7 separate regions of the Mus musculus genome follow, and all the other regions are linked to region 6. The links are chromatin contacts, called in public promoter capture Hi-C maps. All regions are on one chromosome and are shown on one strand. The core of a region is the stretch at or near the end of the contact, and the rest is flanking DNA. Distances in the headings are between cores, read along the strand shown. Region 1 holds the start of Ebf4 (early B cell factor 4). Region 2 holds the start of Fahd2a (fumarylacetoacetate hydrolase domain containing 2A). Region 3 holds the start of Nop56 (NOP56 ribonucleoprotein). Region 4 holds the start of Tmc2 (transmembrane channel-like gene family 2). Region 5 holds the start of Mrps26 (mitochondrial ribosomal protein S26). Region 6 holds the start of Zc3h6 (zinc finger CCCH type containing 6). Region 7 holds the start of Zfp661 (zinc finger protein 661).

Region 1 (4,081 bases), core at 665-3,164, 1.3 Mb after region 6:
ATGAGGGGCAAGGTTTAGAGTCATCTAAAGGGATGTAGAGGCCAGTTGGAAAAGAATTCCTTTTGAGAAACCTGCTTTTGATTATTCTGTGAGTAAAGGCCAAGACCGTGAGAAGTCTGCGTGAGACTGGCAGTGCCCCTTCTTCCTCCTTCACAGGTGACAGGTGTTGAAAAACTGGGCAAAAAAGAGGGAGAGTAGAGACCCAGGAGGTCAGGAGAAGAGGCAGAGGAACTCTAGTGTCACTGGGGTCCTTTCTGTGGATCAGTGCTAGGCAGGATATTAAGGGCTGACGTGGAGCATCCCCCATCTCACCCCCAGGAAGGTGAAGATCTCAGAGTGCAAAGAGCAGCATGAACAAGGCCACCCAACCTTTTGCTGTTCTGCAGGAAACTGCTGGACTCAAACCAAGGTTTGCTGATAGCCCCAAGGTCGAAGGCCAGATGATTTCTGTGCAGATATAAAAGATGAACGGACTCAGAAAGAAGGCTGGAGAAAAGGAGGTGAGCTGGACTTAGGTTTAAGAGCCCAGCTCACCTGAGCCTTTCAGAAACGTCTACTTGCTTTCAGAAGCAAGAGATTTCTCAAAAACTCAGGTGGGAATGTAAACTTAAGTTTAGGTAATCCAGGGACAGGAACAAGAATGGGAGGTGCAGGACTCGGGTAGCTCAGCTTGCCTGGGGCCGCATCTTCACCACAAGGTGAGAGACCCTTAAGCGCTAAGGCGCGGAGGTTAAGCCGAGGTCAAGTGGCACCAAGGGTGCAGCGACTCCTAGAATCAAGCGTTGGCTGAGGAGAGGGCGGCGCATACTTAGGAGAAGAAGATGGGACCACAAAGATGCTGGAGCTTCGTCTGGTGGCGACGGGGAGGCCGTGGTGATTCCCCAGCGTGGTGTGGACGAGCTGCCCTGCTTAGGCCGGGCTTCCTCGCCGCGCAGCCCCCAGCCCATCCTTTCCCCATCTTCCCTGGCCTGGGCCAGCTTCCCGGCGCCCCTCCACCGAGGCCGTGGCCCCCAGCCCGGCTACGGACTCGTCAGGGTCCGCCCCGCCGCCGCGGCCCCAGCCCGGCCGCTCCTCCCCCGATGATGTCACGTCCCTGGCCGCCCCTCGGCCGGCCTCGCGCCCCGCCCCCGCCTCCCCTGGCCCCGAGTCCCCTGGGCCCACCCGCTTGCGACAGCCCTCCTCTTGCCCGTGCTCCCTCCCTACGGCTCCCGCTCCCCAGGGAGCGGCGGCGGCGGCGGGATGGCCAGGGCCCGCGGCCAGGCCCCGGGGAGCGGCGGGCGGCGGCGGCCGCGGCGGGGAGGCGCGGGGACCGGGCCCCGGGGGGACTCGGCCGGTCTGCTGCTGCTCCTGCTGCAGGTGCTGCCGCCCGGGGCAGCGGCAGGCCCGGGGCGCCGGGGCACTCGGGGGCCTGGCGGCGGCTGCGTCTGCTGGCCCGGCGCCGGCCCTGCTTTTCCACGGGACGCGCGTCTGCTGCTGTTGCTGCCGCCCCGGCCACCACCGTCGCCGCCGCCGACCTCCACGGCCGCAGCCTCCCCCTCTCGGATGGTAATCAGCGCCCCGCGCGGGCGCCGCGGGCGGGCGGGGGAGAGACCCGGGTGGGGGGAGGGCGGGCACCTCGCGGGGCGCTCGCCCCCCCCTCCGACGACCGCCGCGCTGGGCAGCCGCCAGAGCGCGCCTCTGGGGCGCCTCCGTGCGGAGCCGGTGCGGGCTCCGCTCTCAGTCTGTTCACTGGCTCTCAGGCCGCGGGGGAATCCCTCCATCTCCCCGCCCCGCGCCCCGGGAGGGGAGGGGACAGCGCCGGCGCCCGGGGACCCGTTTTCTCTGAGAAAGCACCCGCGAGGCGAGCGGCACTGAGGCGCCGGGACTCCGTGCAGCGCTGCGCTCCTGGAGGCTCCTGGTGCCGTCGGGTCGGGCTGAGCTGAGACGCCCACAGCCTCGGCGGGACGGGATCCCTGGCAGTTGGGGGCGCCCACGAACTGCGGGTCCTTATGTTCCCCGCACAGGACGCTCTGCCCCGCGGTGGGCTCCATCTGAAAGAGGAGCCGCTGCTGCCCTCCAGCCTGGGCTCGGTGCGCTCCTGGATGCAGAGCGCGGGCATCCTGGACTCCAACACCGCGGCGCAGAGGTAAGCGCTCCACCCGAACTAGCACGCTGGTTGGACCGCTTAGTGTCGCCTTCGTCCTGCACGCCTAGCTACTGGAGCGAGGGGTGGAGGGAGTCCTAACTCTTGACTGTCCCGACGAAGTCTCCTGTTCACCCTGTGTGAGTTTGACTTCTTCCTGAGGATATGGGGCGGGTTGCTCACTAGGGTCCAGGGTTCTGGAGGTGGTGTCGCCTCCTCCCGCACACCTGGAGCCATGGCCCACAGTTACTAGTCATCTAGAGATGTACAGCCCCTTCTTCCTGTGCAGTCTCTACCGTTCCACTTGTCCAGTTCCGTGGCTACCCAACAAGAAAGGCAAGAAACTCTGTGGTGTACAGAACCAGAGATGTGGGTGGGGCTGAAGAGAGGCTTAGCCAGTGGGCAGTTAGCCTTGCTGAACTGATTGGGGCTGAGAATGAGGCTGGACTCCTCCGTCTGAGTGGTTTTGGTTAGAACCTGAAGGAGACTGGAAGCTCTTGGGAATTAGCAGAATCGGCTCTGGTTACTTTTCAGGGGGAGGCATAGGGGACTAGACAGGAGACTTCTGTAAGGAATGGACACCAGAATTTGGATGGGGACTTTGAAAGCTTGTTAACTCAGTCACGGCAGCAGCTGGAACCTGGTCTCTGTAACACTCCCTCTCATTATACAACATGGACTGGAGGTTATACGTCTGATCAGATGCTCACGGTGCCTCACGCTAAGTAGGTGTCCCTGCGGACATCCAGGACAGGGTAGGCACTGGCTCTTCAAGTTTTAAATAGCTTCTGTCCAGTATCTGAAGGGTGTCGAAGCAGACCAGGGCTGGCACATCACTCCCATCCACACACCCAGACTTGATCAGGTATCACTTGTGGTGCTTCCCAGCCTCACCCAGTACTAGACAGAGAGTGTTTTCTGGACGAAGGGGTGCAGTATTTTTGCACATCTGTCTTCAAAGAGAGAGTGCTGAGCTTTCTGTTGAATGATCTCTCCTGGACAGGAAAGGGTATTCCAGATGAGCCGATTCCAGTAAGTTAGAGTCTCTAGTTAGAACGGTCTAGCTAGAGACTATAGAAACACAATAACAGATGTTTTAACACTACTGTTCTCCATGTGTTGGTATATTTCCTTGCTCTCCGTGTGTTGGTGTATTTCCTTGCTCTCCGTGTGTTGGTATATTTATTTCCTTCCCATGCCCTTCCCCCACCCCCTTAAGGTTTGTCTTGTGCTAGCCTTAAAACTGTGTGTGCCTCCTTTTCTGTTGGTTATGGCTTTCCCGCTGAGGCGGTCGTGTGACGTTATAGCTGAGTGTATTAGACTGGAAGTTGCTGTTTCTTTCAGACTTTTCTCTCTACCTGCCCAGGGCTGCCAGATTAGATGAGGGGGAAGCAGGGGTGCCAGAGATGATATCCTGACAGTGGGTGAAGGGGCAAGAAATCTGGGCATGAGACTTTCAGCCTCAGCAATCCTAGTCACCGACAGTGTCTCTACACAGAGAAAGGTTCTCGAGTGGGGTCTATTCCGAGTCCCCAAGACCACATAACTGAACCCCAACGCCTTCTGAGGTTTGAACAGAACATTTTCCAGGCCTGAGCTTGCTTGTCCCCGAGTCTGGAAACTGTCATTCTAGGACACAGATTGAGAGTTTTCAAACCCGTGGGTGATTCTCTTCCCACTTCCAGAGGGGAGGCTACTCCTTGTTTTTGTCTCTTTCCACGTTGCTCGTCCTTTCTCCTGTGTGTATCTCCCCCCTCAGTCCTCTGCTCAGGTCTTCCCATCCCAAGTCATAACAAGAAACCTCCATCTCCCAGCCTCCCCTTCATCGTCCTTCCCTGCCTGGCTGACGCTCCTGCAGGGCTGCTGGGTGTGGATGATCTGCGCCTTCCTCACCTTCAGCCCACAGCCACTTGGTTTGCAAAGCTTATGGATGCCTACTGCCAATCCCAGTGTCCCCAG
Region 2 (3,797 bases), core at 945-3,444, 1.5 Mb before region 6:
GGGGATCCCAGCCTTGCCTCAACCAGTGTTTCCTGAAAGTTCCCACCACTGCAGGCAAGTGGGAAACACAGCAGGCTAACTCGGACCTGCCGTCTTGCATGTGGGGTAACAGATATGAGCGACTGATGTACACAGGCCTCAGATGTTGAGATGATGTTATGAAGATGGCCAGGCCGCTACCTCTAGCTTTTAGAGGATGTCCCCCTTCACTGGGGAAGGCTAAGGTGTGCAGGACTAGGACTCAGCCCCAAGTTAGGCAAATGGCTATTGCTAGAAATGGCTTCCCAGCTACCTCATGCAACTTTTAAAAATACTTGGTCCTGTTGCCTTTTGAGTTAAACACTTTCTTCTGCTCACATGCTCAAGCTAGAACCCCAGCCAGCTTGGCTTAGGAGCTACCCTCCATCACCTCTAGTAGGTACCAGTTTCTGCTGCTGGTGAACAGGGAGACTCAGGGCACCAAGAGCCCAGATACTTGGCTTCACACATTGCTTAGCTATCTCCCTGGGTTCAGTAGCAATGTCTGTCTCTTTAACTACTGAGCCTACACTGTTGCTGCTGTGTATGGAACACAGGCTTGCACTGCCTCTGTCCACTGAACAGATGGAAGGTGCAAGGGACTTGACTTTTCACTTCTTGGAAAAGCCTAGTGATGATCAACTTTGGGACGTGGCCCATGTCTTCCTTCTTCAGATCCAGACCTCTTGGATACCATTGAAAAGGTTCAGGGCCTGCTATGAGTTCCAGGCTCCACCCAAAGTTAAGCTTCATTATCGTGCTGCCTTTGTTTTTAATGGTACAGGTGCCGGCCTGGAAGGCACATGCTAGCTTGAGCTATTCCCCAGATAATCTGCACTCTATATCCTCACTCATTCCCTTTCTTTGTCTTAATCTAGGTCTGGTCTTCATTCCCTGTCAGAGTCCTCTCCCTTCTGGATAGCTTTCTTTTAAAACCAGTGTGGGGCTAGGAAGACAGCATGGCTGGTAAAATGTTTCCACTGAAAGCCTGAAGATCAGTTAAATCCCCAGAACCCACATAAAAAAGTTTGTACACAGTGGTCTATGCTTGTAATCCCAGTGCCGGATAGGTGGAGACAGGTAGATTCCTGGGGCTTGCTAGCCAGCCAGTCTAGCCTAATTGTTGAGTTTCAGGCCAATGAAAAACTCTGTCTCAAAGACTAAAGTACGCGTACGCGCACACGCACACGCACACACACACACACACACACACACACACGTCTTTATACTAAAAATGAGAGAGACTGCTAGACGTAGCTCCGTCAGTTCAGGGCTCTTGGTCCTCACCTGGTTGAGCCAACCTACCCTGTTCAGGATCACCAGAGTGCCAGCTTGCAAGTCTGGCCAGAAAACCAAAGGCTTTCCATCTCCTGCTCTGTCGTTTTACACAAGTACCGCCATGCCACAGTCCAAAGGCTGGTCCAGCATATGTGACCAGTCACACCATACACTAAAACAGTACTGTCCCAGGGAAAGCCAAGTGTCTCACTTGTGAGGTCTACTATAATTCTCTTGACGGTGGCTTGGCAGGTGCTGCTGGTCCAGTTTTACAGATGAACAAGCCAAGGCTTGGATAGGGTAAGAGGGGTTTGGTTTGCCTAAGGTTCAAGGGTCTTACAGCTAAAAGAAAATTGGCATTTGAATCCATGTCTAGATGACATTGAAGTTCTTAATTCAAAAGCAAGATACTTCTCAAGCAAGATAATCTAGTTTCAATCCTGCCTACTCCTCTCAGGTCCTAACTGCTACCAGCCCATGGTCATGGCCGTGGAGGTAAGGCAGAACACCTGCTCTCTGATAACTCTAAGCCCCGCTGATGATGAATCTGTGACGGGCGCTCACAGGTTATTTCATTCTCTCGAATCACTATGACTCGCAGCACAAAGGTCCCTTAGCAAACAGCACAGCAATGGGCAGCTTGAGGCGCTGCGCCGTGCGTGTGACCCTGCTGATCTGGGAACCGAGGTCAGCCACTCGGCTCCCAACGTCCGGTTCAACTCCCTCTGAGTTGGCCTAGCCTCAGTTTACCTGGTCGTTGCAGCCGGACTTGTCCGGCTTCCTGCGCTGTCAGCGGACGCCTGCGGAGCCGCAGGACAAGAGGGGAGGGCGGAGAAGCCACAGCCAGTACCGCTGCAAGCACTTAACTCTTCTCCAAGGAATATAGGGACCGCCCCTTCGCAGTCGCGATATGGTGACGTCACGAAGCTGTCGCCACCAGGAGGACACCTGCTTCCTCCCGGAAGTCCGCCCTCCTGCTGTTAGGTACTTCTTTTAGCCACAGAACTTCCAGCAGGTGCCTAGTGTGTGCATTTGGGGAGACCGTGGCTGGCTCCAGGGTGACCCTGGGATACCCAGGCTCGGAGAGAGCGCATCCGACCTTTGAGCTTCTAATTCTGGCCAGGCGCTGCTTCTGGGCCAGGCACCTACTCATAGTTGTCCAGGAAGCACTCTGGTAGACAGTAACAAGTAGTTTTGTGCTCTAATGTTGACCCACCAAGGACAGGGATGTCTATATGTGTTGTATTCGTGGAGAAAACATAAAGGCTAGGAGTGATTTTGCCCATGATGGCTCCTGAGCCAGTAAGGGCTCGTCCAACCACTTATTTAGTTGTCTTGGCAGGTATGAAGCGATTCTGAAGGCAAAAGACACTTGTGTCCTTCCTTCAGCTACTGGGCTTTCCCCCATGAATCTTGTGTGCTGGGGGAAAGAAAAGACTGAAGCTTGTGTGTGCCAGCTAGAGGAGGAGTTTTGTCACCCAGTAAGCTATATCACAGATTTGGCAACTGGTCAGACTATCTTGTGGGATAGACTGGAACTGAGATAATGGTGGATCAATAACCGGCAAGACCACACCTTGACCAAGACTGCTTAGTTATGTACACCACTTGCTTTCTATTTGAGAATCTGAACCTCATGTCGGGACTCCAAAGATGGACTTTGGGGAGTCACTGAACCTTTTCCCCTTTCCTTTCTTGTCTTTTCTCTTTTCTTTCCAGTGTGACCACATTGGCAAAGTCGTAGCCAGCTTTTCACCATTTTTTCTTTAATGCACACAGTGAAGACAGATGGTGGCCTGTCTACTTTTTAGGCTTGTCAGGGCTCACCAACTTCACCTACTTGTAGCAGCACCCTGTTCTTCACGAACCTTATTTTAGGGGGAAAAGGGTGTGTGTGGGGTGATGGGCAAGTCCAGGCAGCAGGCATTCGGGTGGAAACATCCTCTACAACCACACCCCGAGTCCTCTGGCCTATGAAAATGTAAAGGGGACTCTGAGAAGGAGCCTCCTAAGTGAATCAAGGTCCAGACAGAGCATCCGAGGCTTCCATTGCCCCAGGAAGAAGCACAGGCTTTTATTAGATTCCTCTTATTTTTTCCCAGTGAGGCTTTTTTTTTTTTTTTTTTTTTTTTTTTTTTTTTTTTGGTTTTGGTTTTTTGAGACAGGGTTTCTCTGTGTAGCCCTGGCTGTCCTGGAACTCACTCTGTAGACCAGGCTGGCCTCGAACTCAGAAATCCGCCTGCCTCTGCCTCCTGAGTGCTGGGATTAAAGGCATGCACCACCACACCTGACTTCTTTTTTCTTTTAACACCAATGTTTTCAATCCTAGAAAAAGACCAGGGCTTTCCTTCCTGTGTGATTTTGTTTTTCTTCTTCATAGTTCATGATGTCAGCTGAGGTTGACAGCACAATGAAACCAAACCGATGTGACAGGAGCAGGCGATTTTGCTATGCTCTAGGTCTTGGAGCTGCACATCAAACCTGGGACTCATCACTCCATG
Region 3 (4,014 bases), core at 218-2,717, 1.3 Mb after region 6:
ACCATGTAACCTTGATTAGCCTGGAGCTATCGATATATACCAAACTAGCCTTGAATTCACAGATGTCTGCCTCCAAAGTGCTGTGATTAAAGGTGCGTGTCACCATTCAACTCCTGGGGTGACATTTTAATGAAGTGGTGGAGGTGAGGAAGCCAAAGGAACATCTTGTTTTGCTTGTTTGTTTGTGCTGTGTCGCCTCATCTAATCACAAGCATTTATAGCTTACTTTTCTTGAAACAGAGTTTCACTGGGTAACCTTATCTGCCTTGGAATTTGCTATGTAGCCAGGCCTGTCTCTGCCTCCCAAATACCAGAATTAAAGGTGCGTTCCACCATGTCCTGCCAAGCGCTTGTAGCTTCCTAGTTGCAATACATACACATTTCTTTACTATCCAAGTCCACTTTATTATCCAAGCCAGCTCCATTACAGGCAATGTACAGCCAACTTACTCCATTATAGAGAAAGTACAGCCGACTTACTCCATGATAGACAATGTACAGCCGACTTACTCCATGATTCTTTTTTCTCGCATAAGGCATAGACTATTTAAGAGAGACTATTCAAGTTTGGGATTTATTTTCTCTCTCTATTAGATATTTTCTGAATTTACATTTCAAATGCTATCCCCAAAGCCCCCAATACCCTCCCTCCGCCCTGCTCCCCAACCCAATCACTCCCGCTTCCTGGCCCTGGCATTCCCCTGTACTGGGGCATATGATCTTAGCAATACCAAGGGCCTCTCCTCCCATTGATGGCCGACTAGGCCATCAAGTTTGGGATTTATAATCCTAACACTAAAGTAAAGTGTCTTTTTATTTTCTTTTTTAAAGCAAAGGTGATTTTAAATTATCCACCTTGGTGTGCCTAAAACTGGCACTGAAAAAAACAGGAACGCAGCTCCTTGGAAGAATTCTGGGCCTACGCGGCCATGAGCAACCACGTGGTGCCGAGCAGCGCTGGGTTCTATGAATCAGGGAAAGGAACAGAACTAGGAAGAGGTAAACCGCTCTTGTCTATGCCTCAGCCCGCACCAACAATTTTGTTAACAACAAAATGTAAAAGGAAGAGGCAGGCAGCAAGAAGACGCCATTTCTGCAGGGTCTGAGGCCGGGTCCCACGAGGACCCGGAATATCTGGGCAGCGGGAAACCTGCGAGGCTTATCAGGAAGCCTCATGTCCCCTCACCGAGTTCTGCCGCCCGGCACACGGGTGACAAAAGCACGAGGAACGAAGAAGGGTGGTCTCCAGGCCACTCTGCGGCCTGCCGGCAGGAGCGACACCATTCACTACAGACGCAGTACCGGCTCGCGCAGCCGCAGAGGCTGGGCTTGGCAGGCCCGCTCGCGCCCGTGGTAGTCCAACCCGCCCGACGGACGATACCACACCCGCGAACCCCCTCCGAAGACCTGACAATGGTTTCGTCCGCAGCCTCTGATTGGTCAAACCGGAGAAGGTGTGGTCTCCGCAGTCTGGTTCCGCGCGCCAGAGCGCGCTAGCCGCATTGCGAGCTGGGCACGGAGCAGGCGCCATGGTGAGGAGTGGTGGTGGGGTATTTGCGTAGTGAAGGCCTTAGCGTGCGTCTGGGTTTGCATTCGGGGTCGTGCTCCGGGTCTGAGCCAGGGCCTGCTCTAGCAGCGGCCCCGCGGACTGGGAAGTTTGACTGATGGCCGCGCGCCGGTTCTTTTCAGGTTCTGCTGCACGTGCTGTTCGAGCATGCGGTCGGCTACGCGCTGTTGGCGCTGAAGGAAGTGGAGGAGATCAGCCTGCTGCTGCCGCAGGTGGGTGAGCTCGGTGGGCTCGCGGAGCTGCAATGCAGCCCCTAAGGCCGCCAAACCCCAGCATGCACCGCGTGTTCCCACGTGGCCGACCGCACCGGGCCCGGCGGGGGGGGGGGGAGCTCTAGAATGAGGGGACTCTTTAACGCGAATCTATATAATTGGAAGCGGTCGGAGATAAACATCTCATTTCCATTTCTTGAGAATTAAGATTCGGGGCCCAGGCACCAATTGCTACAACAGCTGGTGCTTCTGCCTTACTGCGCTGTAGAAGCCAAATTCAAAGAAAGCCCATTCATCCTTCTCTCCAGGTGGAGGAATGTGTGCTTAACCTTGGCAAATTCCACAATGTCGTTCGTCTGGTGGCCTTCTGTCCCTTCTCTTCATCCCAGGTGGCCTTGGAAAATGCCAATGCTGTGTCTGAAGGTGAGTCGGTCCCTCCGGAACATGGGATTCTGGGTGGTTGATGTTCTTAGATGATTTTCTTCTAAGCTTGATACAGTCTAGGGATTATTTGAGACCTACAGGATGGCATTTTAAAACATTAATATGCAGGGGCTGAAGAGATGGCTCAGCGGTTAAGAGCGCGACTGCTCTTACAGAGGTCCTGAGTTCAAATCCCAGCAACCACATGGTGGCTCACAACCATCCCTAATGAGATCTGATGCCTTCTTCTGGGGTGTCTGAAGATAGCTACAGTGTACATATAATAAATAAATCTTGTAATTTAAAAAGCACTTAAATGCTTTACAATTGTGCTCCTGGACCTGTGGTAGAGCCAGGCTTTGCAATGATGACTTATATATCTGTCAATCCCCTGAGAGATCACTGACGACTCCATGTGTCTGAGCAATGCCTGCGGGGATGGGTGTTAACTAATCCGATTGGAGACAGTCTCCAATCTGCAATGTGTGGTTTAGAGCTGTTTTCTTTGTCCCAAAGGTGTTGTTCACGAGGACCTCCGCCTGCTCCTGGAGACATACCTGCCATCTAAAAAGAAGAAAGTACTTCTGGGGGTTGGAGACCCCAAGATTGGTGCTGCAATACAGGAAGAGTTGGGGTACAACTGCCAGACTGGTGGTGTGATAGCTGAGATCCTTCGAGGTAAGAGTCCTATTTCATTTATTCTGTCCACCACGTGGATGCAGTGCCCACAGAAGCCAGCAGGGGGCCTACGGGCCTGGTGATGTGATCTGCTGTGAGTGGTTACTTGGGTCCTGGAGGATCTATTCTTAAAGTCCCATCTTCTTTTTAGGAGTTCGTCTGCATTTCCATAATCTGGTGAAGGGTCTGACAGATCTTTCTGCTTGTAAGGCCCAGCTAGGGCTGGGACACAGCTACTCTCGTGCCAAAGTTAAATTTAATGTGAACCGAGTGGACAACATGATTATTCAGTCCATAAGCCTCCTGGACCAACTGGATAAAGATATCAATACCTTCTCGATGCGCGTCAGGTAAGGTATAGAAGTCGAGCATGGCCGATGATTCATGTGGGTAAAATCATGGACCAAAGCAAGGCCTCCTTGTGCTTACCACAGGCTGTGTTCCTACACTGACTGTATAGAAAGAGGAGGCAGAATAAACCTACCCCATGTACACCTCAGCCTAGGCCACTGTGCCTGGTCTGTATTGTGAATGGGGAGACACGGGCCTGAGAGAGCTTGGGACCTGAGTTGAGGTTTGATAGCTGGATCAGAGAATGACTTCCTCTACAGGGAGTGGTATGGGTACCACTTTCCAGAGCTGGTGAAGATCGTCAATGACAACGCCACATACTGTCGCTTGGCTCAGTTCATTGGGAACCGCAGGGAGCTGAATGAAGAGAAGTTAGAGAAACTGGAAGAAATTACGATGGACGGGGCCAAGGCTAAGGCCATCTTGGATGCTTCTCGGTCCTCCATGGGTCAGTGCGGAGCGCGGCAGCCTGTATAAGGTACGAGACTCCTTGAGTATCTGGTCCCCCTGTTCACACTAGGTGTTTCCTAGGCATGGACATATCTGCTATCGACTTGATAAACATCGAGAGCTTCTCCAGTCGTGTGGTGTCTTTGTCAGAGTATCGCCAGAGCCTACACACTTACCTTCGCTCCAAGATGAGCCAAGTAGCCCCCAGCCTGTCAGCCTTAATTGGGGAAGCGGTGCGTCATGGGGAACACAAAGTGGGGGAGTGAAACTCAGCATTCTGTACCGCTATCCTTGTGGCTAGCATGTTGTCCCTAGTTGATGCATGGTGGGGAA
Region 4 (3,791 bases), core at 1,105-3,604, 1.2 Mb after region 6:
CATAGAGGTTCCCCTGCCTCTGCCTCCCTAGTGCTGGAAGTAAAGATGTGCACCATCATTTCTGGCCTAAAAATAAATCTTTTTAAAATGCAGGAATTACTACATGTTTTTCAATAGTAAATCTTAATGGTCTTAGTTTTCCAAACAAACACACGGACTAGCAAATTAGATTGAAAGCAGGAACCGAGAGCTATATAGATGGCTCAGCAAGTATTGTCCTGTCCTGGTTGGTTCCATGACAACATGTCACAGAAGCTTGAGTTCTCTGGGAACAGGAATTGCAATTGAAGAGAAAAGCAAAACAAAACAACCCCACCACCACCAACAGATTGCCTGTAGGCAAGTCTGCAGAGCATTTTCTTGGTTCACGGTCAATGTGTGTGGGTGCAACTCACTGAGCGTGGTGCCACCTAGGTAGGTGGCCCTGGGTGGCATAAGAAAGATGGCTGAGCAAGCTAGTACGTGGTAGTCCTCTATGCCCTCTTCTTCATTTCCTGCCTCCAGGAAGGGGATAAGGGGGGGGGGAGGGGGGAGGGGGGAGGGGGAAAGGAAAAAGATGTGTGAATCAATTGTTTGGTTTGGGAGATAGGGTCTGTTTGTGTTTCCTCGGGATCATCGAGATCATCGACAACCGCTGTGGGTCCCAGAACAGCTGACCAGAGCGATTCAAAACAAGCAGAGCTATGAGGATGTGGATGTTCCTGTGGCTGGGAATCCTCCCGCTAGTGAGAACTGAAGAGCTCTGTGTTCCCGAAACCATGCCATTGACGCATTCAAGTGTTTCTTCAATTCTTTACATCTAATGCTTCGCTACAATTGCCTTTTTTCTATGCTGCTTCAGCTAAAGGGATTGTTGTGTTTTCAGATGATTCAAAATATTTCACAGATGAGTGATTGTGTTCAGCTGTATCTACTAAAGCTAATGCTACCTGGATTCGAGGGGTGTGGCCTGCCAGTATATCCAAGGGCAATGGCACTATACCCTCCCAACTTAGATGGGCCTCCCCCCTTCCTTTTTGTAGGAGTGTTCCTGATTCCCTTCCACCTTGGGCAGTGCCCCCTTATATGTATGGTTGTTATGTGGGGTGAATGGTAGTTGCACTGATCCCTTGCCTCAGGACTGATGGGAGCCCTGGGATGTATGCTTGTAATAGTGTGTGTGTTGTGTGTTTGGTGTATGTGTCGGGTGCAGCGTGTGCAGGCCCGCACTTCTGCCATGGTGGCGCAGGCCTTTGCCGCAGTGGAGGCGGGACAATATCCTCAGATTTGGCTTGCCGCTCTAAAGAAATAATGCTGCATTATGCCGTGGGTTGCAAGGCTAAGCACTGCACAGAGGATAGCTAGCTGTTGGCATCCTGTGGAAGGCACGTCTGATTGCATGAAGATTCAGTGTCCTAGTTCCCTTTCCCCAGGAAAAACAACACGGAGCTGGCCAAGACCTCTCTGGGTGATGAGCCCAAGGGATGGTTTTGTGTAGGGCCCCTATGCTTGCACACTGGGGATCAGATCTCTACCTTCACCCAAGAGGCTTGCTTGCAGCAATCAAAATCAGGCCATAGATTAATCAGCGTCCTGGCCTTCTGGTGCACCTGCCGCATGCAGACAGGACAATGTCCTCAAGTGTGGCTGGCTTGGCATGCTAGAGAAGTAGTCAATGACGGATAAGACTCCCTGGGCGTGTCGCCAACCTAAGACAGGGATCAAACCAATGCTGTTTGTCTCCCAAGGACGGGTAAGGGGCATTGCTGCAGGGGGCAATCTAAGACAGACATTCTCTCTGCCAAAAAAGAAAAAAAGGGAGAGATGTGAGGAGCAGGTGTGGCAGCAGTCCCAAGATGGCGCCAGGGACTGCAGCTAAGTCTTATGATTTGCACCTGACTTCCTCATACACCTGAAAATAAGCCATGACCATCGTGAGAGCTGCGCAGGTGCACCATGATGCTGGCGGTAAAAACAAGTCCATATTTGGTAGAGACATGCCCCTACCGCCCTGATTGGCTGAAGCTGCGTGCCTGGTGAGGTGACGTGGCTTGCTGTGAGTGGTTGGGGGCTGAGAGTATATAAGAGTGAGAGATCCGGTGATCGAGGGAGAAAAAGATGAAGCGAGAGAGATGAAGATTGAAGCTTGCTGACTAAACTGCTGTTAGAACTGGTGGTCGTGTCGTTCTTGCTGGTTGAGAGCAGACACGACAGTTGCCTACGAGAATGCGATAGTAAGACTGCATTGCTGAAGACAGCACACATCTTGGTCACAGAATATAAAGAAATAAAACTGAAACTGGCCTGGGAGCGTCCTCCCCATTAGCTAGCCATCATGACGCATCAATACAACTGACTACTCAGGCATAATATAGTGCAAGAGTGGCCAAGTTTGCCGGGCGTGGTGGCACACGCCTTTAATCCGAGCACTCGGGAGGCAGAGGAAGGCGAATTTCTGAGTTCAAGGCCAGCCTGGTCTACAAAGTGAGTTCCAGGACAGCCAGGGCTACACAGAGAAACCCTGTCTCCAAAAACCAAAAAAAAAAAAAAAAATAGTGGCCAAGTTTGTTCCAGAGGTAAGCAACCACTTTCTGATTGGATTTGAAGCCAATCCTATGAAGGGATTCCTCTCTGATACTGTAAATCTGGTCAAATCCCATGGTTGGAAAGGCTATAGGCCCTAGTTGGGAAGCTACGCTGTTCTTTTGGTAAATAGACATCATGTACCCATCAAATTGAAATTAATTAAGTGGGGCTTTTATAGGCCTATGTCTCTCCTTGCTGCTGGATTAATGCTCCTAAGATAACAGGGGGGAAAAAAACTCTCTGCAGGATTGTTGAACTTCGGAACCTCCCTGTCCCAGACAGATTCCTCCTTGGAAGTGGATCTTTTGCTGCAACTCTGTGTCTGATCGATTCCCTTTTAAGGGATAAAAGGACTTGGAATCCCTCTAGGGGGAATGCTCTGAACTGCAGTATCAACTGATAACAACAAGAACCTTGGTACCATTCTGGTCCTGCAGCCTTGCTTTTACATGATAACAGTGGTTCTCAAAGCATCCAAACAAACCTCCCACAAAGGCAAGCAGCATTAGAGAAAGCTACTGAATGAAGAAGCAGGTGACTTCAGTAGGGACAGTCATCCTTGTTGACTCAGGTCCAAAGTGTAGATTCCAAGACCCAGGAGCGCTTGCCTAGCAAGCATAAGGCCATTGGTGTGACGCTGCATGATGGAGAGAGAGGGAGAGGGAAAAAAAGAAGATTCCATTGCCTGTCTTTAAAAATCTTCATTTTAAACCAAAGCCCAGATAACTTATACCTTTGAGTCCAATCAGGGACTCAAGACACTGGGAAAGAGCCCTGCGACATAGCTCACACCTTCCCTGGCTGGCATGCCTGTGGTATCATTATCAGGAGATGAGTCCACAGTTCCTACCCCTCTAGGGCCCTCATGTATAAGTGATGTCTGAAATGTGAGGCCACACTGTCCTTGGCAGGGAAACCCGAGCGGAGGAGTGTCTGGATAGATTGACGTGCTGCAAACTCATTGCTTTCTCCCCATCTCTCTCCCCAACAAAACCTACCTCTACCTTCAACCTCAGAGGCCCCTAGTTGCCGTCAGGTTCCAGGAAGAGGCCAGTGACCATGACAGCAGGAAGTCACCCCAGGCTGGGCAGTATATGAAGACGTGAGCCAGTGTGAGGGCCTTGAAACTCTGGTAACCATGAGCCCCCAGTTAAAGAGCTTGGACGAGGAAGGTGAGTCTTCATCTTCATCCTCATGGGTGCTACTCAACAGGCCTCTGGGCACAG
Region 5 (3,925 bases), core at 75-2,574, 1.6 Mb after region 6:
CTAGGGAAATGGCCCATACCCTAGAATATTCTCTTGGCCTAGACACTTAAGTTATCTGAGATGAGTTGCCGGTTGTCTAGGGTGACCCTGAAGAAGAAAGGGTTAGGACAGGTATGGTGGCATATGCCTTTAATGCCAGAATTTAGGAGGCAGTGGCAGGTGGATCTCTGTGAGCCTGATCTACACTGTAAGTTCCAGGCTAGACAGAGCTATCTAGTGAGACCCTGCCAAAAAACAAAACAAAAACAAAAACAGGGTGGGAGTGTCAGGTTCCCTGACATTCGGAGCAACCCTGTGGTACTCCAGGGTAGGGCAGCAGTAATGCCCTGGTTTCCACAGACCATCCATCCTGGATCCTCCAGGGCCCAGCAATGGTCTTATGGCCGGAACCCTGGAGGAAAACCTGTCACCAGCTTGCCCCCAGGACTCCAGAGTACACTCTGGCATCTCATCTCCAAAGCCTGACTGAGAGAAAGAAAGTGCAGACTGGGCCTCCACCAAGCCTGGAAGTTGAGAGCAGGGTTTAAGCAGCCTCTGTTCTCTTCTGAGAAAATGTCTGTTATTGCACCCAGTCCTGGCTCCTCAGACACTCCCAAGTGTCCTGGAAGTGCAGGACCATGGCCTGGTGTTCTCTGCAGAATCTGGTCTAGACAATACTAATGAGTGGGGTGAAAGTTCAGTTCCCCAGTACTCGGGTCAGCTTCTGATTTCCAACAACTCTCCTTGCTGGAGAGGCAGAGGGGAACGAGCTACTTCTGAGACAGATGCTCTCTGCCCTGCTGCACTGCTGTTTCTCTTCAGTTGGAGAGGAAATTGTACTTCATAAATAAGAGTAGTCTCGAGGTGGGAAGACCCCGGGTCAGGTGGAAGAGGACAAGGGTCACCTCACAGGTCGCCCAGTTGAGAACAAGTTGTCACTGATACTGAGAACTCTGGCAACTGCAGAGCTCCCCCAAGACCACAGCAGGGCAGTGCAGTGCAAGGAAATGGTTTGCAAATCTAAAGTTTAAAGTAGCCAGGAACTCCAAATTTCTTGCATCAGGTCTGGGAGGGTAGACAGGCCATCGGCGGGCCAGAGAGCCCCAGAGCCACACACTTGGGACGGTGTCCAAACTTGTGAACAAGTGGGCAGAGCGTCCTGCGGTGTAGCTGTCTTTAGCGGGCGACGCAGCCCAGCAAGCTGTGGGTCTCCAAGGTGCCCCTCGACCCCTCCCACTCTACCCGAGAGTCCGGACGTGCATTGGACCAGACAGCAAGAGCTCCGCCCAACAGGGACGAGGACAGGAGGCTCCCGTGGTGCTCCGCGGCCACTTCCGGGCCGGGCGCAGGCGCAGGCGCTGGCTGTCATGTTGCGCGCTCTGAACCGCCTGGCGGCGCGGCCGGAGACTCGGCCCCCGACCCCGCTGCTCCTGCCCGTGCGCGGCCGCAAGACCCGCCATGACCCGCCTGCCAAATCCAAGGTCGGACGGGTGCAGACGCCTCCCGCCGTGGACCCTGCGGAATTCTTCGTGTTGACCGAGCGCTACCGACAGTACCGGGAGACCGTGCGCGCTCTCAGGTGCGTGTGCTTGTGCGTGTGGAGGGCAGACGCCCTTCGGGAAGGGCCGGGGCCGAGGGTGGGTGCTGACTCGAAGCCCGTCCTCCCCAGGCTAGAGTTCACGTTGGAGGTGCGAAGGAAATTGCACGAGGCCCGAGCCGGGGTTCTGGCCGAGCGCAAGGCGCAGCAGGCCATCACGGAGCACCGGGAGCTGATGGCCTGGAACCGGGACGAGAACCGGCGAATGCAGGAGCTACGGTGCGAGAGGCCCGGGACTGGGTGGGCTGGGCTAGGCTCATCTGTGGCCCCGCTCACCCTCGGCGTCTTGCCCCTCGCAGGATAGCGAGGTTGCAGCTGGAAGCACAGGCCCAGGAGGTGCAGAAGGCTGAGGCCCAGGCCCAGAGGGCTCAGGAGGAGCAGGCTTGGGTGCAACTGAAAGAGCAAGAAGTGCTCAAGCTGCAGGTGGGCATGCAGGAGGTCATGGGGAATGTGGACATTGGAGACCCCAGCAAGGGAGGCTGGGGGGGGGGGGGGGGGATGACAGCACTGGGCGTCAAGTGACCAGAGTCTTCAGGAGGCTTCTCCATCAGCGCAGAGGGTATGCCTCGCAGGCAATGGTCAGTAAAAGGTTACAGGCTAGTATTGCCTTGTGAAACTTGAAGTCAGGGAAACCGTAAGTGAGAATGGAGCGCTTTTTAACACGTAAGAGGGATTCATGCACTTGAGAGAGTCCACCCACCTCTAATCAGGTTGTCACGATTTGTTCTTGGGTTGTGGCCGAGAGATCTGATGGGTGATTGTCCAAGGAAGAGCAATATGATGGTCGAGGTCACCTAGTACAGTTGTGCTGGACGATTGGTGGGACACTCAAAGAGACCCTGGGTTCTTTTGACACCCGTGGACTAGAGACAGTGCAGGCAGCCAGCTCTGGGAGAGATCCCACAAAGCCAACCTTTCTCTTCCTGTAGGAGGAGGCAAAAAACTTCATCACTCGGGAGAACCTGGAGGCACGGATAGAAGAAGCGTTGGACTCTCCGAAGAGTTACAACTGGGCCGTCACCAAAGAAGGGCAGGTGGTCAGGAACTGAGCACAGAGACTTCTGGGGGCCCAAATAAGCACAGTGCTTGCCTAGGGTCTGTGTACTGGGATAGGAATTGGTACATCCCAGGAGGATGGCTCAGCCGTTTCCAGAGCAACCTCAGTCACTCCAGGCTCGGCACTCACCACCTGACTGGGAACTCCCAGATGTCCCTGTTCTGGCACCACAGACAAACTCAGGGCAGCATTAAACTCTGGGAAGTTCCTATCGCACAGAGGATCGGACTGGACTGTGTCCCCTCTAGAAGCCAAGCTTGTCTTGTAAGTCTCTTGGAGTCGTGTGAGCCAAATGTTTCCTGCTTTTATAAATAAAGTATTGGAGCCCAGTCTTGCCCATTTACTGGCTATAGTTACAGTGCTAATGAAAGAGGAAAGTAGTTACACCAGATGCTAACTTGCTTGTAAAATCAAAGGCGTTTGTCCCTAATTATTTGAGTCTTTAGGTTTCTAGCCAGAAGCAAGTTTCACCTAACTGAGCTATGAGTTAGGTACCTGCTTTGCTCAATCCTGGGATTTTCTGGCTAGGGTCTGGTGTGTCCAAGATCCAGGAAGCAAAAAGGGTGCCCTGTTTCTCCTGATGGCTCTCCAGCAGTGACTTCTGTAACCAGGCCCTGTCCTGATCTATCATATTTTGAACTACTCAGCAGGTGGTAGACTCCCAAGCTAAACCTGCTTCTTCCAGTCAGTTGCTGCCCTTCTGTGTGTGTAAGTGGTAGCCAGAGGGCAGCCTTGGTGTCATTCTTCAGGACTCTCACCTTGGTCTGATTTAAGTTTGTTTTGGTTTTTTTAGTTTATTTTTTACTGTGTTTTATTCTGGCTTTTGAGACAGGTTCTTTCACTGGAACCTGGCACTCACTAATTATACTATCTAGCCAGCCAGCCTCAGAGAATTGATCTGTGTATGCTTGCCCGGCACTGGGATTAGATGCACATGGCTTTTATGTGGTACTAGGGATCAAACCCAGATGTTCATGACTGCAATGTATACATGTTAGTGAATGAGCTGCCTGCCTTTTTGCTTTCATTGTCATAAACATGAATACCATTGACAGTAACTCCAGGCACTCACTCGGAGGAAAAACCATCGTAGCTACTTCTCATACTGCTGAAGGTTTTGGAATCCCTAAGAAATGAAAACCTGGCGGGTGATAGCAGCCTCTTACTCCAGTGAAGAAGCAGGCATTAAGGTGCAGGTGTCGTCCTACACGCAGCCCTCTGACAGCCATAACACCCATTTTAGGGTAGTAGATACTGTCCCTGACTGGGGAACACAGGCCCTGCATTCAAAT
Region 6 (3,948 bases), core at 518-3,017:
CCAGGCTGAGGACTGTTGGGATTTCAAGTCCAGAGTTTGGTATTTTCAGGGATTGGTGAATTTTTCTGCTCAGGGATTTGTTGGTTTTCATGCTCAGGAACTGGTTTCTGTGACAAGCCAGGGACTAATGAGACTTCCTTTTCAGGGGGTGGCGGGATTTTTTTTTTTTTTCTTGTAGGGCACTTTCTTGGCCACTTTCATAGCTCAGGTTGCGAATGAATGACTGCAGTAGCCCTTAGAAGATGACCTTTAGGGCTGTTAGGGAAGTCTGGGTGCGGGGCCTGACTGCTTTGTGTTCAGCCAGCTGAGAGCTGTGGCTTTCCTGCCTTGAGGGTTTATAAAGTATATAAAGTTTACAAATAGAGTACACCACAGGGAATCCTTTCCTTGTGGCTTGAGTTGGCCTAGATAGCCAACAATTGGACCTTCCAAGTGTGTCAGTATGTTAATTTTGTCTGGAGGCAACATTTCAAAAGTTGTTTTTCTGAGTAAGCTAATGCCCAGAATTTATTTTGGTGTGCGTTTAAACTTCCAAACGAATTTGAAAACAGCAATACTCAAATGTGTACCAGTTCAAAGATTTTCTTTTTATTAAAAAAAAAAATCAAATTCAAATCCTAAATCATTATTTTAATGTCTAAGCAGAAAATGCAGTTGTGAAGAGCAGCTGTTACACCTCAAAAGCCTTTCACTGTTCCTAGTAAAACGATTAAATGAAGAGGCTTTACATTTTAGTTCCAAAAACTAATAATATTGCTTCTCTAGTTAAAACAGATGTGCCTTTTGAAAGTTTCCTATAATGGGCCGTGAAGATCTGTCAGGGTTCAAGTCTTGTCAATAGCTGCATTCAACTAAATAACTTTTTTTCTCTTTTCACATTTATCTAATCGCAATTGCTCTTTGAATGCACGTTATTTACACATCAAAGACAAAAGACGTCGTGTATTTAGAAATATTGGACATTTAAGCTTATCATTTTAATAAAAAAAATTAACTTTCCTTCAGAACTAAGTATACATTACTCATCATTTCAAGACTATTTCTGAAGGATATGGAAATACGTCTGAAGGCCATGGACATACGAAGAAATGAAGTCTTGTTCTTATGAAATACTCGAATGAATTCCACATCTAAACCGCTAACAGACACAAGATCATGTTTTAATTACCTCAATAGCTATTTTTAATCGTCAAGTAAGGACTGGGTGAATTTAGTATCAGAAAAAGTTGCATGGCAGGCAGTCTTCCTTACACTACGGAGACATAACAGCTACAAGTTTAAGGGCTTAAGGATGATTCCGAGTTCTTTCGGCAACAAAGAAAGCTTTTCTTTCTTTCTTTCTTTTTAACAAAGAAAACCGCCAGTCCTGGGTTCCTTTCTTTGTCGCGCAGTTAACGGTGGCGGGGTGGAGGGGGACAGTGTGATGAGTCCGGAACTCCAAAGCCTTAGACGACGAGTCTCGCAGGAACATCGAGAAATGGGCACAGAGGACCTGGTGGACACAGCAGGCCTGGCGGGGTGACCTGCCCCGCCCGATATAACTCCACGCGCCACCGAACCGCATCCCTGGCCTCACACCCATCAGATTGCTGCCTCCGCTGCCGCAGCGAGCGTATTAAAGGCCCGCCCCTGGAAGTGATTGACGGGCAGTTTCCTCCAATGGCTAGTGCGCTCGGCACCGGCGGGCTGGGAGAGGGCCGCGGCTCGCGGAGGAATTCCACTTGCCCTTTAGTCCCGGGCAAGGTGTTGCGGCCGGCGCCATTTTCTGAGCCGCCTGTTTCGGGTGCCGCCATGTTGGTGAGGAGAAATCACCGTTACGGCCACTGTCCAAATCCCCGCGTCGCTGCACGCCGCCCGCCGGCTCCCACGCCTCAGCCTCCGGCGGCGAATACAGACTAGAGCGGCAGCGCCGGCAGCGCGGGGCCGTTGCCCAGTCTTTGCAGTTAGAGCCCCATCTCTCTGGCGTTGGTTGTTAATAGACTGGAAAGTCTGTGTCTGTGTCGCTCACTAGTAACCGTGAGTTTTTACCACTTCGTCACCTGTCGGCGGCGGCCGGGGACAGGGTTGCCCGCAGGCGGCGCAGGGGTCCTCCCCGCGCCCCGCTGCCGCCGCCACCGCCGCCGCCGGCCTCCAGACCTGCCCTCCAGCCCCGCCCCGTTCTTGACCAAACATGACAGACTCTGAACATGCAGGGCACGACAGGTCGGGAACCCTTCTTGTCTGTCTTTCTGTCGGATGAGAGGAGGGGTCGGGGCGGCGGGAGCGGGCCGGGGCCGGGCGCCTCCTGCATGACTTAGACGTCTCTGTGTGGCTCCATCGGTTCCGTGACGCGCACCTTCGTCCACCGCCGCTGCCTGCCGGCCGCCGCGGGGGAGGCCGAAGCGGCCGCGCCCGCCTCCCGGAGCCGGGGTCGCCGTCGCTCTCGCCGCCCCGCCCCCGCCGGGCACGTGCGAGCCCCCCGCCCCTGGCCCGGCTCAGTCGTCGGCGCCACGCGGGCGGCGGCGCGGCTGCGGCCGCTGCCCGCCAGGCCAGTGACCGGCGTTGGCAGCCCCGTTGGAACCGGCCCCAAAAGCTCAGTAGTAGGCCTAGTGGATGTTTGCCTCCGACCCGAGTCTACCTCTGAAAATAAACATGTTTAGTTTTTTTTTTTTTTTTTTTTTTTTTTTTTTTGGAGGGGGTTGGGGAGTCTCTTTCCCTCCCATCCCCCACTCCCAGGCCATGTGTCTGCCGCAGTCCTATAACCTCCAGGAAAGTGAAATGGCAGTTTTTCATATTAAATACGTTAACACAAGTAGACTGCAGAGTTTTAGCTTTACCTGATTTCCTAGGTGCTAAATAAATATTTGACTATTTAGCTGAGATTCTCATTTTCCAGTTTTAGTTTTGTTGTGCTCTGAGAGGCACATTCTTAGCACCATTCAAAGGTTTGGTGGCATTTACAGAATATACTCTTGACATTGATAAACAAATTTTTAAAGGTGTCAGAGGAGGACTTTTATTAAAACTCCTGGTGCCAAATCTCATTCAGCTGATTCCTACTTAGAATATTGACTTGAAAGTGGACATCCTCACATTGCTTTGTGAATAGTCTCAGATACATTGTGTTCTAGTGTGGCCCATAAGACTTAAGAATTCCTGATAAATATCATATGCTTTTGATAAAGCATTACACTCACCTTCCTTCCCTAAATACAAAGGAAGCAAAACAAAACAACAACAACAAAAACCAACAAAAATCATTGAAATTTTAAATGCCAAAATATATGGCAACCTTGAAAGGGATTTAAAAAAATCCTAAGAACTTCACTAATGTAATGATAATTCTCTAGAAAGACATCAATGAAGCATGTAGCAAGGTTTAGATAGTAAAAAGTGCTCTTACATAAGTGCAGAAGCTTGCACTGGACATTTTTAATGATTTTTTAAAAAAGATGATACCTTTGTAGTTTCAGTGCTGTCAAATGGACCTAAGGACTCTTGTGTGATAGGCAAGTACTCTAACACTTGGCTACACTCATAGCCCAATATTGCCCTATTAAAAAAAGTTTAAAAGTGAAGGTCCTAGAATTAACTAATAATGTTGAGAAGTCTATTGATAAGCCAGTGACTTGATGTACTTAAAATTCATTAATATGAAAGGAAATCTCATGTTAGTGGATAGTGTAACTTGAATATGTAGAAATATGTATTTTACATAATAAAACGTGTCACCAAGTTTAGAAATCAAAATAATGCTTCTACAGAACAATGACACCATGGTTTTCTCTTACCCCCATCCCTTTTGAGAGGTGGTCTCCTTAGCCTTAGCTGGCCTAGAACTTGATATGTAGACCAGTCTGTCTTAGAACTCAAAAAGATCAGCCTGTCTATGCCTACAGAGTGCTGGATTAAAGGTGTGCACTGCCATGCCTGGCTGCTATCAGACTTTGAAAAGAGTTTGAGGTCCAG
Region 7 (3,760 bases), core at 373-2,872, 1.4 Mb before region 6:
CAGCAGAGGTCAGAGTACATCAAAAGGTGCTTTGGGCAAGGGGTGATTTCAGCATAGCTGTGTCCTCATTAGTTAAGTTCTTTAGGAAGATCACTGGGACAAGTAGCAAGAGCCTTCAAACACAGACATTCTTAGGTTGGCCAATTCTCTTCGAGAATTTATTTAAGAAGTATAAGAGAATAGTTACAACGGCTTTAATTAACCATCACTAACACGTTATCTTTATTGAAAGTTATCTGCCAGCCAGCTTCCTAAGCACATTACACATATCCTATTTAATCTTTAGGTAATGCAACCAAAATCTGGACTCTCCTAAGCATCTATGACAGACAACTTGATTAAATAATCTATTGTCCAGCGGCTAGACACACTTGGAGCACTACGGAACTCCACCATAACTAGCGTTGAGTGCTTGCTCTCATGAGGCACTATGCTGAGTGCTTTCTATAAAGATAATTTAGTTCCATCGTCATACATCAATAAGAGAGGCACTATTTCACAGCAATTAAGAGAGTCAGGCTTTGTAAAAGGCTGAGGTGGAACTGGGAAAAGTCTGCCTGGAAGCTTTTAATTCTGTTATAATTTACTTTCATTGAAAGATAGCCATAAAGTTAAGCAGATCTTTACCTGCAACACATCCCAGCATCCCGGGAAGCTTGATTCGCGTGACTGAAATTTCACGGAAAACAGAACTATGGTGATATACACCCGTAATGCTAGCACTTGGAAGGCTAAGGCTTAACACAACGCCAGGTTAAGCTACAAAATAAGATCGTATCTCAAATGTAAAAAGAACACTAGGGAAAAGATCACTAGTAAATTGCCAACAACTTCAATGGAGTAACAGACAACTGGCCATCCCACGGACTTCTAGACATCTGACACTTACTGGTGGTTGGAACGAAGTTGTGCTAGTTCGATTTAACGGTGGTCAGAATGTCAACCTCTAGAATTGTTTCTCAAAATTTTGTTTATGTTGACCTCATTTGAGACGCACAAAATATCGTGCTTGGTGGGTCTTACTCTGATACTGTGGGTCTTGTCTGGCCGCAGTATAGTCCCTTCACCCTTATTTCCCACTATTCCTTAACAGTGCACTCCAGTCAATATCATCTTAAAATTGCCTAAAGCCATTTGCGATTTCCTTTGGGGTTTTCTTCACCTCAAATCCGGTATCGTCCAGGAACACCCTATGCTCACACCAGGACATTCCGGTGCAGGCTCAGGGCGAGAAGCTGAAGCAAAGGGAGACGTTTTCTAGGGGACTTGGGAGAGAATGGAGTGGATGCTCCCAGATTTAGCGTCGGTACCATCCACATCCACGTAGCACCCATCATGGAAAGAAGGAACGAAAGGAAGACCGGGATCTCCAACTTGAAAGTACAGGATTCTGACACACAGTGGACATACCCTACGAGGACACTGTCCCCACGGAACCGACACACACCAGAAGGGAAGACTCTCTGTCCACACAGGCCACGCCCACTAACCCTCCCCCAAGTGCCCAGTGTCCCCGTGTCTCCTCCGCCACCGCGTCCACTCGGCTTCTTGAACACCTAGACCCGCAACCCTCACCTTTGGCAAGAGTACTGGGAACCTGCGAACACTCACCGCCTCGTGTCGGGAAGGCAGTGCGCCTGCGCGAAGATCTTCGGCCTCTGAGCTCCAATCATAGTGTTGCCTTTGCATGAACTACACTTCCCAGAAGCATCAATAGCCGGCGCGCCGTGAGATGACGGGTAAAATCCTGCACAAGGTTGCACTCCAGGTCTGTGGTGCTGAAACGGATAGGACCAGGCTCTGACCCTAAACAGCACAAGTTCGATTTCTAGTTCGTTTCCGGTTTGCCAGTGTACCTATTTTTTCTGAAAGCCAGGGTTCCCGTTCTTTCAGTAGACTATCCCAGATGCATGAGCCCAGAAACATACCTGTCGCAGTCTTCCATCAAGAATTCGTGGTGTAGGTTTAATCCCAGATTTGGTAGCATGTCGGAGAATTTACACCCAACTCTGTAGCTGTAATCCTGAATGAGGGTGACCTTCTACCTACTGCTTCAGAGGATACCAGCCAAACAACAGACTTTAAACGTTGTAGCTCAGTCCATTCCCCACCCCACCCCCCTCTCTCTGTGTCCTGAACTCACTATGTAAACCAGGATGGCTTCAAACTTGGAGATCCACCTGTCTCTGCCTCCAAAGACCTGGGCTTTAAGGTGTGCATCACCCCACCTGGCCTCTTTGTATCTCAAAAGCTCAAAAAGGCTACAAAACTTCAAAAAGGAAGCAAAACTTCTAGGGAAAATTCTCAATTTGTGAGGCAAAAAAAAAAAAAAAAAAAAAAAAAAAAAAGGCAACCTTCATTTGGTACTATGAGATCTGGATTTGCCCCCTCTCTGAACCAAAAGACAGGTTTTGGCTTTTCTGGAATTAACTGGATACTGCAGAATATGAATTACAATATTTAAAGAAATAGCCAGGCCAGTCATGAGAAATTAAATGAGGGTCCCAAGCCCATACCATTTGTAATTGAGGGATTAAGGAACACTCTTTTGATAGGCTTAAGAAAGCTCCAGCACTGGGACTTCCAAAGGGATGGGCTGTTTCAACTATACATTACCAAAAAGCAGGGCTGATACCCATTCTCATCTGGCCATTGGGTGGTCACAAATGGTCATACCATACCTGTCTGAACAACTGGATCCTGAAACCCAAGATGACCCCAGTATCTCCAGGGACTGACAATGACTCTTTGATCTCCCATTACTATCTGTACACCCTTCCTAAAACCTTGATCTCTTTGGCTATCAATTAAACCTCTCCAATATCAGTTTTTCTTAAATAGAACCTAGAATTGGTAAAGAAGTAAATTTTTCTACTGAGTAAATACCTACCTTCTGGATGTTACATGTTCATGCTGCTTTCTGGAAGGAAAGTGATTTGCTGAACTCCAAGAGCAGTCCCATCAAATATTGACCACAGGTTTTGTCTCTCGTGCATGGCATCCAGAAACTCTCCAGTGTTGCTATGTCGGCTACAGGGGGCACTAAATGGGTGGCTTGTCAGTAGAGGGAATAAATCATATCACTAGGCTGCCAAGGTCTCAGCACTGCTGTCTAATTTTTGTTGATCCCTTTCGCCTCTGTCAGTCTCATGGATCTCTTGTAAGCCTCGGTCTGCCCCTAAGGCAGTGAAAAGGGCAGCTGTGAAAGGGTTCTTCTGCAATTCTGAAGGATGGCTGCATACAGAAATCCTCAACTATGTTCCCAGAGAGCTTGTAAAAGAGCCCTGTGATACTTTGGTTGGACAAGGTCAGGAGAAACATACAATCACCTCTTCTCAGGAAAATGATTCTTCCAGTCTGCTCCTGAGTTTCTTGGGGGCTGCATGGTATGTGCTCAGACATGGTCACGAACCTGTGACAGATTTGGAGGACATAGTTTACCAAGTCTTGCCACGTCTTCAGCTGCCTATAGGTCTTCATGGATATCCTTACTGAATGAACTAAAGCCTCCCCAGCCTGTGCTGCAAAGACTTACAAAGTAGCCAAGGCACTCTCACAAGCAATTCTGAACTTGCTCAGAGACTGCAGGTGTTTCGAATCATGACCAAGACATTAGGTAGCAAATGTGGCTTGCCCAACAACCACTGCCCTCAGGAAAGGTAGAAGCCTTAAATGATAATCCCAAGAAGCTAATGAAGAAAGCCCCTGTGTTACTTTCTATTGCCGTGACAAAACACCATGACCAGGGCAACACAGAAAC

The links. Promoter capture Hi-C pulls out the DNA fragments that hold promoters and counts their contacts.
Region 1: a contact with region 6 is called in a promoter capture Hi-C map of liver, with 2.6 times the contacts expected there. The contact joins the promoter of Ebf4 here to the promoter of Zc3h6 in region 6. A contact is called at or near these places in 6 of 39 promoter capture datasets (the C10 cell line, the HPC-7 cell line, cranial neural crest and 2 more), 1 of 115 datasets of contacts at active chromatin or transcription factors (astrocytes) and 2 of 9 other capture datasets (adipose tissue and liver).
Region 2: a contact with region 6 is called in a promoter capture Hi-C map of pre-B cells, with 2.4 times the contacts expected there. The contact joins the promoter of Fahd2a here to the promoter of Zc3h6 in region 6. A contact is called at or near these places in 2 of 39 promoter capture datasets (the C10 cell line and pre-B cells).
Region 3: a contact with region 6 is called in a promoter capture Hi-C map of pre-B cells, with 5 times the contacts expected there. The contact joins the promoter of Nop56 here to the promoter of Zc3h6 in region 6. A contact is called at or near these places in 11 of 39 promoter capture datasets (the 3T3-L1 cell line, the C10 cell line, the HPC-7 cell line and 7 more), 1 of 115 datasets of contacts at active chromatin or transcription factors (astrocytes) and 2 of 9 other capture datasets (adipose tissue and liver).
Region 4: a contact with region 6 is called in a promoter capture Hi-C map of hippocampal neurons, with 4 times the contacts expected there. The contact joins the promoter of Tmc2 here to the promoter of Zc3h6 in region 6. A contact is called at or near these places in 3 of 39 promoter capture datasets (cranial neural crest, embryonic stem cells and hippocampal neurons).
Region 5: a contact with region 6 is called in a promoter capture Hi-C map of liver, with 3 times the contacts expected there. The contact joins the promoter of Mrps26 here to the promoter of Zc3h6 in region 6. A contact is called at or near these places in 3 of 39 promoter capture datasets (the 3T3-L1 cell line and liver) and 1 of 9 other capture datasets (adipose tissue).
Region 7: a contact with region 6 is called in a promoter capture Hi-C map of pre-B cells, with 3 times the contacts expected there. The contact joins the promoter of Zfp661 here to the promoter of Zc3h6 in region 6. A contact is called at or near these places in 2 of 39 promoter capture datasets (hippocampal neurons and pre-B cells) and 1 of 115 datasets of contacts at active chromatin or transcription factors (differentiating embryonic stem cells).

The regions. Positions count from the first base shown.
Region 1 is chr2:130,294,025-130,298,105 of GRCm38.p6, forward strand. Ebf4 (early B cell factor 4) reads left to right here and starts at 1,915. Exons shown (of 17, transcript NM_001110513.1): 1 at 1,915-2,125. The coding sequence starts at 1,989.
Region 2 is chr2:127,442,371-127,446,167 of GRCm38.p6, forward strand. It overlaps Fahd2a (fumarylacetoacetate hydrolase domain containing 2A), which reads right to left and starts at 2,195. Exons shown (of 8, transcript NM_029629.2): 1 at 2,047-2,195.
Region 3 is chr2:130,272,945-130,276,958 of GRCm38.p6, forward strand. Nop56 (NOP56 ribonucleoprotein) reads left to right here and starts at 1,468. Exons shown (of 12, transcript NM_024193.2): 1 at 1,468-1,532; 2 at 1,690-1,779; 3 at 2,088-2,202; 4 at 2,719-2,880; 5 at 3,032-3,230; 6 at 3,492-3,679; 7 at 3,763-3,914. The coding sequence starts at 1,530. Snord110 (small nucleolar RNA, C/D box 110) reads left to right here and starts at 2,571; the gene lies at 2,571-2,629. It overlaps LOC115489609 (a small nucleolar RNA gene), which reads left to right and starts at 3,293; the gene lies at 3,293-3,425.
Region 4 is chr2:130,192,840-130,196,630 of GRCm38.p6, forward strand. Tmc2 (transmembrane channel-like gene family 2) reads left to right here and starts at 2,355. Exons shown (of 20, transcript NM_138655.1): 1 at 2,355-2,555; 2 at 3,584-3,737. The coding sequence starts at 3,704.
Region 5 is chr2:130,562,433-130,566,357 of GRCm38.p6, forward strand. It overlaps Mrps26 (mitochondrial ribosomal protein S26), which reads left to right and starts at 1,325. Exons shown (of 4, transcript NM_207207.1): 1 at 1,325-1,558; 2 at 1,649-1,795; 3 at 1,876-1,999; 4 at 2,506-2,962. The coding sequence starts at 1,347. The coding sequence ends at 2,625. It overlaps 4930473A02Rik (RIKEN cDNA 4930473A02 gene), which reads right to left and starts at 1,317. Exons shown (of 9, transcript NR_040348.1): 1 at 1,222-1,317.
Region 6 is chr2:128,965,635-128,969,582 of GRCm38.p6, forward strand. It overlaps Zc3h6 (zinc finger CCCH type containing 6), which reads left to right and starts at 1,768. Exons shown (of 12, transcript NM_178404.3): 1 at 1,768-2,202. The coding sequence starts at 2,171.
Region 7 is chr2:127,583,055-127,586,814 of GRCm38.p6, forward strand. Zfp661 (zinc finger protein 661) reads right to left here and starts at 1,623. Exons shown (of 5, transcript NM_001111029.1): 1 at 1,576-1,623.